3 separate regions of the Mus musculus genome follow, and all the other regions are linked to region 2. The links are chromatin contacts, called in public HiChIP or PLAC-seq and promoter capture Hi-C maps. All regions are on one chromosome and are shown on one strand. The core of a region is the stretch at or near the end of the contact, and the rest is flanking DNA. Distances in the headings are between cores, read along the strand shown. Region 1 overlaps Dnm2 (dynamin 2). Region 2 holds the start of Tyk2 (tyrosine kinase 2). Region 3 holds the start of Rdh8 (retinol dehydrogenase 8).

Region 1 (3,160 bases), core at 295-2,794, 320 kb before region 2:
CTCCAAGAACCACAAGAAGCACATGCCCTTCTCCTTGGCACCCCTGTGAGGACATCAGCACAGCCTTTCCTGTCAGGTGACTCAACACCACCTTAAACCTGCTTCCTCCTCAACTGTCACCTGCTTCCTTCAGGTCCTTCAGCTCACACAAGTCTGGTGACCCTCAGGCACTGTCAGGAGAATGACAACCAAGAACAACCAGAAGTCCAGGTAAGACAGTGATGAGAGATAGTGGGTGAGGCAAAGTCAAGGAATGCCATGTGATATGTCAAAGAACTGGCCAGGGAATTAGGTAATGCAATCGGTGTGGATGTCTTTTGCTTGTGTGTGGGTGATGTGAGAGTGCACGTGTGTACCTGAGCACACGGACTCAGGCTGAGGTCGGTGTCTTCCTCCACTGCCCTCCACCGTATTTACTGAGGAGGTGTCTGTCTCTCCTGAATACAGAGATTGTAGGTCTGCTCATCTAGCCAGTCAGCGTCTTCAGGGACTTCCTACCTGCGTGTCCCTCCTAATGAAAGCAGGCAACTACACCTACGCAGATATTCATGCAAGCTCTGAAGGCCCAAAGTCTGCTCCTCTGGCTTGCATGGACAATGACAATCTTTTCAGTAATTGACAAATGGCCAGGAAGAGTAACACACACCTAGGATGCCTGTATTCCAGAGGAATATGGCAAAAATAGTTTAAGTCCAGATTAGCCTAGGTTATATAGAGAGACAGCCTGACTACTACCCCCCCCCACACACACACACACAAAAGGTGGGTGGGATTAGGCTGGAGAGCTAGCTCAGCAGTTAAGAGGAGCCGGGTTTGATTCACAGCACCCATACCACCTGTAACTCTAGTTCCAAGGACACCCAGCACACTCTATTGGTCTCCTCAGACACGGACATGCATGTGCTATACATACACATATGCAGGCAAAAACTCATATACACAAAATTTTAAAATCCTGTTTTGGAGGGAGTGGGGTTCAAGACAGGGATTCTCTGTGTAGCCCTGGCTGTCCTGGAACTCTCTTCATAGACGAGGTTGTCCTCAAACTCATAGATCCGCCTGCCTCTGCCTCCCGAGTGCTGTGATTAAAGGCAAGTGCCACCACTGCCCAGCTTAACAAATTTTTTTTTCCTTTAAAGAAACAAATGAGGTTGGCACACACCTTTATCATAGCACTCAAAAAACATAGACAGGTAGATCTCTGTGAGTTCCAGGCCAGCCAGAGGGAAGCAGTGAGACCCTGTCTATCCCCCACTCCCTGGCAATAAAGAGGAAAGAAACTGGAATGACGGATGAGTAGACATCAAGAGTATTCAGAGTGAATACCACCCAAAGCAACAAGGCAGAAAGAAAGCCTTGTGCCCAAATCCAGAAGCAGCAGCCCACTCTCTGGGCTTTGTCTACTTTTCCTCCTTTCCCTTCAAGATGGGCTAGAATTCAGGGCCTTTCACACACCAAACTAGTCCTTGCCCACTCGGACATCTTCCCAACCCTCAAAGGCACAGAGAACATTCTCCAAAAGAGACTGCGTGCTCAGCTGTGGCAGAGAGCGGCGGGCTCGAGGGGAGGGAAATGTGTTCCCTAGCCTCAGCAGAAAGCTAAGGAAGAACTAAGACAGAGGGAATTGAGGAAATGCCAATAAATGTGGCCAGCGTCAGCAGTGCTATGCCTGATGGCTACAGAAGAATTAAAAGCAAACAGACCAAAGCCTCAAGGCCTGGGGTTCCAAAGGTAAAATGCCCCCCTAGGATACAGGAAGCCCTGGGTCCTATCCCTCGCCCCACCTAAGCCAGGCAGGGCAGTGCACACCTGCAATCCCAGCACTGCACAGGGGAGTAGAGGTAGGGGAGGCAGGAGTTCAAGGTCATCTTTGCATAGACATTGAATTGGAGGTCAACTTGGTTCTGTTTTTTAAAAAGTGGGGGCGGGGGGGCTTGGGGCGCTGAGAGGAGAGGAAAGATCCAAAATTTCCCAAAGAAAAAAGACTCAGATTGCTAAGATTTGGAATAAATGTAGTAATATCACAACCAAATGGAAAAAAAAAAAGGAAGAGGGGCTGTCAAGACAGCTCAGTAGGTAAGCAAGCTTGCTGTGCAAGTCAGAAACCTGAGTGTGATCCAGAAGCAATATAAAGATGGAGAGCTAACTCTAAAGCTGCCCTCTGTCCTCCATGTACATACACTCCTACACATAGCACACTCACACACACATACGCACACACGCACTCACACACTAGCACACACACAAATCATGAATGAATGAACTAATATTTGTAAACATTTGTATATTTTTGAGACAAGGCCTCACTCTGTAGCCTACCTAGTCTGGAGCCACTATGTAGACCAGGTTCATCTTGAACTCACAGAGATCTACCTGTCTCTGACTCCATCACACCCAGCTAAGATCTGTTGTATTTTTATTTTATGTGCAAGAGAGTTTGCCTGCATGTATGAATGTGCACCATATGTATGCAGTGCCCTCAGAGACCACATGAGGGTGTCAGATCTCCAGGAACTAGAGTTACAGAGGACTGTGAGCTGCCAACTGGGTGGTGGGAAGAGAACCAGGTCCTCTTAAAGAACAAGTGCCATTAACCATCTCTTCAGTCTCATAAAATATTATCTGAAAAAGACTAAAAGGACAGCATGGGCGAAATTGAAAACCCTGGAGGAAAAAAATTACAAAGAAACCAAAAGGCTGAACATGGTGAAGTCTCTGGAGGCGTAAAGGGAATAAAGGGCCTGAATTAAGTGTTCAAAAGCTTCCCTGCAGAGGGCGGTGGTGGCGCTGTCTTTAATCTTAGCACTCCGGAGGCAGAGGCAGGCAGATTTCTGAGTTCAAGGCCAGTCTGGTCTACAAAGTGAGTTCCAGGACAGCCAAGGCTACAGAGAGAAACCCTGTCTCGAAAAAACAAACAAACAAAAAAAATTACTAAAAAAGCTTCCCTCCAAAAAGCCCAGAGGCAGCAACTTCATGGTAGATTGTAAGAGACCCTGAAGAGAAGGAGCATCAGCTCTTCAGAGACTCTCCCACAGAATGGACTGGAGGGCACACTTCTGAGCTCACCCTGCAAGGCCAGCATTCTTCACCCGACTCAGGAAGTCAGACGGAAGCATCAAACAGTTCCCTTCCTCCTGGAAGCTGTGAGCGTAAAAGGGAG
Region 2 (3,553 bases), core at 679-3,178:
TTATCACAGCAATAGAAAAGTTTCTAGAGCAGCCAGTGGTGGCGCACGCCTTTAATCTCAGCACTCAGGAGGCAGTGGCAGGTGAGTCTGACTTCAAGGACAGCCAGGGTCACACAGAGAAACCCTTTCTCAAAAGACAGACAGAGAGGCAGGAATCATGATTAAGAATAATAGAGCTTGCAAGCTGGCTCAGTGCGTAAGAGCACTGATTGCTCTTCCAAAGGTCCTGAGTTCAAATCCCAGCAACCACCCATAATGAGATGACACCCTCTTCTGGTGTGTCTGAAGACAGCTACAGTGTACTCACATACACTAAATAAATAAATAAATAAATAAATAAATCTTAAAGGGGAAAAAAACAAAACAAAGTCACCATTTTGTTTCCTTTACCAGGGAGTTTCCTGGTATCGAGCACCCCAGCACTTTGTTGAGGAGAAGGGGTTATGCTCTCTGCTCTGTAACTACTTTCTGGTGAAATTAGGACTCCCTGTCACAGCCCAGGGAGGCTGGTCTGTTAGCCAGAGTAGGGGAGGAAATTAGGGCAGTGAGGCATTCACCACAAGCGTATGATTTGCCGACCCAGCTGAAGGGACAGTCTCATTTGCTGGGCGCCTGGGCTCACGTTAGTTTTTAGCAGGTCCAGGGCTTTCTGGTTTGTAGGGCTGCTTGGGTCTGGTGCGGTGTAGATCATCTCTGGAGCAGTTTGCAATCTGCTTCTGATTCATGGATGGTGTGCACCGGCCGAGTGGAACCGTACTAATATAGATCTGGACTAGGGACAAAAGTCAATGAAGTTAAAGGAAACATATTTGGAGAGCCTCGGAAATGGGCAACAGGCAGGGAGGCATAGGCTGCTGATTGACAGGAGTTCAAATCCAGGCAACCACAAGGTGGCACACATCCTTAACAAGACCTGATGCTCTCTTCCCGTGTGTCTGAAGACATCTACAGTCTTCCTACATATAACAATGAATATTTTTTTTTTTTTTTTTTTTTTTGGTTTCTCGAGACAGGATTTCTCTGTGTAGTCCTTGCTGTCCTAGAACACACTCTGTAGACCAGGCTGGCTTCAAACTCAGAGATCCGCCTGCCTCTGCCTCCCGAGTGCTGGGATTACAGGCATGTGCAACCACTGCCCGTCTTGAATAAATCTTTAAACAAAAACAAAAACTGGGTCTCATACAGCCTATGTCGTTCTCAAATCTCGCCCCAACTCAAAGTAGAGAGGATGGCATTGAACTTTTTTTTTAAAAAAATTATTTATTTTATGTATTTGAGTACACTGTCGCGTCTTCAGACACATCATTAGAGGGCATCGGATCCCATTACAGATGGTTGTGAGCCACCATGTGGTTGCTGGGAATTGAACTCAGGACCTCTGGAAGAGCAGTCAGTGTTCTTAACCTCTGAGCCATCTCTTCTGAGCTTTCTTTTCCACTCAAGTGCTGAGACTACAGGCATGTGTCTTCACACTTAATTGCAAGCACTGAGCTACAGCCTATTCACCAAAGACTGTTCAAGGAAAGCTTGGGGGGTGGGGCTTGGGATACGGTATTTTAAAAGGGGTGGTGATGGGAGAGGTTGGATGTGTAGGGATAGCACTGGGAGCCTCAAGCCTGGGTGACTCTGCAGCCGCGATACCCTGGTGTAGGCCGACGGGCAGAAGCCTAGGCAATGAGGGTTCCAGGTCCTTCGCCTACAGACCTCACTTTTCCGCCCGGCCCTGCAGCCCTCCTCTGCGTTTCCGCCCTCACCTTCGACGTCCAATCGTAGAGGCCTCCTCAGTTCCGCTTGCCACGCCAACAAATCACGACTAAAATAATCCCTCACCATCAACATTCGGAACGCCGCTGTTCTCGTACAATGACCAATAGGGATGTAGGACCGTAAACTGGGTGGGACGGACCGCAGCCAAAGGCATGCGCACTTCAGGTAGCCAATGGCAAGTGGCGCGTAGGCGGTGGACTTCCAGCGGCTCCCCGAGGCAGTGGGGCGGGGTCCAGGGTCCCAAGCCTGAGTACTCCGGAAACGGTGAGTGCAGAGGGTCCGCTGTGGGAAGCTGGCAGCGAGGAGGCTTGGGACTTGCCTGCATTAACACTGCCCCAGAGTGAGACTGGTGGGTTACCTGGAGAGTGCACAGTGCAGTTATTGCCTGGGCCAGATAGGTAGGCAAGTTTTCGGACAGTCGGTGCGGAGAGATGCAGTTTCTGCAAGTACAAACTACCTGGATTTCGTCTTCAAAGCTAAACCTGAATTTTTGAGACGATCCAGGAAGGAGGAAGGGAGTTCTCTTAAAAGCCCATGTCCCCAGGATGGCGCCCTGAACAGGAATAGATACGGTCCACAACTATTAACCGCTTACTGTGTGCCAGACGCTTTCTCTCTTGCCTTTGAGATAGACACTGGCCCCAGCCTCCTTTACAGGCAGATCTGACTGTATGTAGGTGCGCCTACAGTCACATAAATTACTAAGGCTGGTGGGCTCAAGGTTGGGCTTGCTGACCTATCTGCCTCCGAGTCCAACACTGAGGAGGCAGAGGCAGAGGGATTGCTGTGAGCTCTATTGTAAAATGCTGCCTCAAAATTAAAATTGTGTGTGTGTGATGTTGAGTATAGTGCATTATTCCTGCATTTAGAATACTGAGGCAAAAGGACCACCATGCTTTGGAGACCAGTGTGAGCTACAGTGTGAGTTCCAGGATAGCCTGGGCTACACTGTTGGACCAACATCAAAATCATAACATAAAGGATGAATGGATGTTCCCTCAGTTGGAAAAGTGCCTGCTAACATAAGGACCCAAGTTTGAATCCCAACACTCACAGAAACCGGAGTGTGGCAGCAGGCATGTCACTCCAGCACTAGGGGATGGAGACAGGAAGCTCTTAGGGGCTCCCAAGACAGCCCAGCCAGAACAGTGACCTTGGTTTAGTAATACCATGCCTCAAAAAATAAGGTAAAGGAGTAGGAGAAACGACTCAGGGTTACAGTCACTGTTAACACAGAGGACCTAGATTTAGTTCCCAGCACCCACATGGCAGCTCTCAACCATATATAACTCCAGTTCCAGGGGATCTTACCCCATCTTCTGGCCTCCATCGGTACCAGGAACATATGAGGTACAGACAAACATGTAGGCACAATGTTCACACTTATTATAAGTGTGGAAGCCAGGCAGTCATGGTGTATTCCTTTAGTCCCAGCACTTGGGAGGCAGAGGCAGGCAGATCTCTGAGGTTGAGGCCAGCCTGGTCTACAGAGTAAGTTCCAGGATATCCAGGGCTACACAGAGAAACCATGTTTGAAAAAGCATTTAAAAAGTAGAAAGTAATAGAGGAAGGACCTAATGTCCACTTCTGGCCGAAGCTGACTTTCACACTCAGGTGCACACACATGTATACACTGTGCATGCACACACATACATATGCATGTACATATTTCCCTATACACATTCATGCACTATACACACATCCATGCATCATACACACACATGTGAGATGCACACATATGCCTATACACATGCACTTGTATATATTATCTAAACACACATAATTT
Region 3 (3,423 bases), core at 199-2,698, 310 kb after region 2:
TTCTCTTTTGTTGAGACAGGGTCTTGCTATGTAGCCCTGGGATTCACTCTGTAGACCAGGCTGGCCGTAAACTCAGAGACCCCCTGCCTCTGCCTCCCGAGAGCTGGGACTGCAGGTGCGTGCCACCACGCCCGGCTCCACACACGTGCCTTTATGACTTTAACTGTTTTTAACCACTGGACATGCTTAGTTCCCCACCGTTTCTCCTTCCCTCTCTTGTTTTTCTTATTTTTTTGAGACAAGATCTCTTTATAGCCAAGGGTAGCCTTGAGTTTACCATAGTCTTCTTGCCTCTGCTCTTGAATGCTAGGATTACAGATCTACATCGGCCCTTCCTTCCTTCCTTCCTTCCTTCCTTTCAGATAGGGCCTCTCTGTGTAGCCCTGGCTGTCCTAGCTAGCTCTGTAGACTAGGCTGGCCTCGAACTCACAGTGATTTGCTTAACTCTGCCTCTGTCTCTGTACACTACCCAGAGCTGAAAGTTTTTTTGTTTGCTTGCCTATTTTATTTTGAGGCAGGTCTCACTATGTGGCCTAGGCTGACCTTGAATTCAGAATCCTCCTTCTTCAACTTTGTGAATAGTAGTTTCAGATATGCTCCACCACGTGCCTGTTTGCTTTGTTTATTTGTTTGTTTGTTTTTCTCTCCAGACAGGGTCTCGTGTAACTGAGGCTAGGGTTGAATTTGCTATGTAGCTGAGCCTGACCATGAACTTCTGATCCTCCTGCTTACCTCTTGAGTGCTGGGATTACAGATGTGCCACCACCACTGTCTTCTCTTAAACCCAGGGGTTTATACATGCTAGGCAAACATACTACCAATTGGTGAAATTTTTCATGTGCACACACACACACACACACACACACACACACACACACACACACACCACACCCTGTAACTGTTTTCTGTCTCAATACTCAAGAAATACATGTGAGAGGTTGGAGAGATGCCTCGGAGGGCTGAGGTTCAGGTCTTAGCACTCACACAGTGGCTCACAGCTGTTTCTAGCCCCAGCTCCAGGGGATGTGACATCCTCTCTGATCTCCTTGGGGACCAGGTACACAAGTGGTATAAGTGGTATACAGATTCACATGCAGGTAAAACACCCCACACATAAAATAAAAATAAATAAACCATATATCTATCTCTATCTATCTGTCTGTCTGTCTGTCTGTCTGTCTGTCTGTCTATCTATCTATCTATCTATCTACATATATGAGCTGAGAGAGTGTAGCAGGGAGCTTCCTCTGTGTCCAGGGTCTTCCCAAGACCCATGTATCCAACCTGCACCCAGGAGGCTGTGACAATAGACAGTGCCAGAAGCTGTGGCCTTACCCTGGTAACGCTGCCTGGGGTCATGAGCCAGCTGAAGCGCTAGTTCAAGGCCGATCCCCGAAGAGCAGCCAGAGATGAGCACCGTCCGCTGCTGAGAGGCCATGCTGATCCTCTCAGGAACCTGTGATGTCACCTGCACAGTCCCTGCCCTACCCCCACTGGGCCTACTGCTTCAGCTCATCTCTCCTAAACCCCAGCCACCTGATCCCTTGCAGAGCCAGGATGCCCAGGGAGGACTTGGCTGAGGATGACCAGCCAAGGCAGCTGTAGACTGTTCACTTCTGCAGGCTTAAATCTCTTCTAGCAGATGTTCCTCTTAGAGCCAACCAAGTTTAGGAGCATAAGGCCTGTACATTCCATCTCTGGCTTGGGAGACTGAGGCAGGAGGATGGAGAGTCTGAGCTATTTGTTTATTTACTTGTTTGTTTTATTTTTTTCATTTTTGCGAGACAGGGTTTCTCTCTATACTCCTGGCTATCCTGGAACTGATATGTAGACCAGGCTGGTCTCAAACTTCAGAGATCTACCTGTCTCTGCCTCCAGAGTGCTGGGATTAAAGGGGTGAGCCACCATGCTTAGTGGTTGTTTTTTGTTTTTTTAAAGGCTGACAATTTAGTCTGACCTGTCTCAACTAAAACAAACACAAACAAACAAACAAACAAACAAACAAACGGAGATGCAATTTATGGCCCAACCCTGATAGTAAACAAACACTCATTCTTCAACTGCTGTGTTCAAACTACATTTCTCTCTCTCTGTCCACATGCCATGGCTTGCACGTGTGGGTCAGAGGACCACTTGTGGCAGTCAGTTCTCTCCTTCCACCTTGTGGGTTAGAAGAATCCAGTTTAGGTTGGTGTGCTCAGCAGGCAGCAGGCATCTTCACCCTGTGGGCCCTGTCGCCAGCCCTCCAATGTTTTGTCTATTTTGAGACACGGTCACCCTCTGTAATCTAGGTGGGCTTGGATTGGAGACTGGCAGCCTCTCAGGTGCTGGGGCCCCAGGTCCTCCCCCTGCTGCTTGGCTTGTAAGTGATTTTGAATGTGTTCTTATGGTGTGTCCGTGTGATTAAAGAGGGAGTGAGCGTTCCTTGCCTGCCTGACTCTGCATGTAAAAGGTCCAGTTCACAGAGGAACAGACAGGAAGTGTGTTGCTGTAAGCCTTCCCTGACAGAAGTCAGTCAGATCACAGTGGGCATATAACTGGGCGGTAGGACCCTTGCCTAGTATGCACAAGGCCTGGCTTCTGTCCTGACATCCCCTCCTCTCAAAATGTCAGCTGTCAAGAAGTTAGACCAGGGGCAGACAGATGTCCCAGTGCATAAAGGAAACTACTACCAAGCCCAGTGATCTGAGTTCAATTCCAGGGACTCCAATCGTGGTGCTGGTGGTGGAGGAGGAGGAGATGGAGGAATAGGAGGGGGAGGAAGAGGAAGAGGAGGAGGGGGAGGAGGGTGGAGAGGAGAGAACTGATCGCTCTCCCAAAGCTGTCTTCTGGTTCTTTTGGAAAGATGTGAAATTTGTGCAGGAGTGCGTGCACACATACGTACATATGATGAATAAGTAAATATTTTAAAAAGTAGTTAGATTGCCAGAAGAACTTCCAAGTAAGGTGACCTGGGATAGGACCTTGTGATAGCCTTCTGTTTAGAGAAGGTTGTCTCTTGGGGAGAGGAGATTCTCTGTTTTCCCTCCACCCTAGAGAACCCAATCTCTTCCAGCTACATGGGGCTCCACCCCCTTCTCTCCAGGGACAGAGACTCTTTGTCTGAGGAACCCAGGCTGGGAGGGAGCAGTTTGGCACCACCTTTCAATTGCCCAGAAGGGACACTTGGGAACAGACACATCACTTTGATTTCTCTCTGGGCAAATCACTTGTCTGCATCAGCCAACTGCAGAGCAGGGTGTCCCCTGACCTGCTGGGGTGCACACCTTGGGAGGTCTCATCTGATGGGGGTTTAGGGTTGTGGTGAGTGGGTGTCTCCCTTGAATTATCTGAGGATGAGGCAGAAGGAATGGAGGGGTGGAAGCCTACTCATTTTTTGGAGATGAAGAGCTTGGGGGGACAGTCTGGGGTGTGGCTCAGGGC

What was found. Promoter capture Hi-C pulls out the DNA fragments that hold promoters and counts their contacts. HiChIP or PLAC-seq counts read pairs in DNA pulled down with a chosen protein or histone mark.
Region 1: an H3K27ac HiChIP or PLAC-seq map of microglia shows a contact between it and region 2, with 4 times the contacts expected there. The contact joins the enhancer-like site here to the promoter of Tyk2 in region 2. A contact is called at or near these places in 2 of 115 datasets of contacts at active chromatin or transcription factors (embryonic stem cells and microglia) and 1 of 9 other capture datasets (liver).
Region 3: a promoter capture Hi-C map of neural stem cells shows a contact between it and region 2. The contact joins the promoter of Rdh8 here to the promoter of Tyk2 in region 2.

Annotation. Positions count from the first base shown.
Region 1 is chr9:21,444,880-21,448,039 of GRCm38.p6, reverse strand. All of the region lies in intron 1 of Dnm2 (dynamin 2), which reads right to left. Among named protein-coding and RNA genes, the nearest start is that of Gm46104, 19 kb to the left of the region's middle. Within about 2 kb of position 1,544, at least 23 of the 459 cell types and tissues checked have an H3K27ac peak or open chromatin away from gene starts, as enhancers often do. A contact at or near this core is called in embryonic stem cells and microglia, where this site is marked.
Region 2 is chr9:21,129,650-21,133,202 of GRCm38.p6, reverse strand. Tyk2 (tyrosine kinase 2) reads left to right here and starts at 1,928. Exons shown (of 25, transcript NM_018793.2): 1 at 1,928-2,031.
Region 3 is chr9:20,816,519-20,819,941 of GRCm38.p6, reverse strand. It overlaps Rdh8 (retinol dehydrogenase 8), which reads right to left and starts at 1,448. Exons shown (of 6, transcript NM_001030290.2): 1 at 1,336-1,448. The coding sequence starts at 1,438.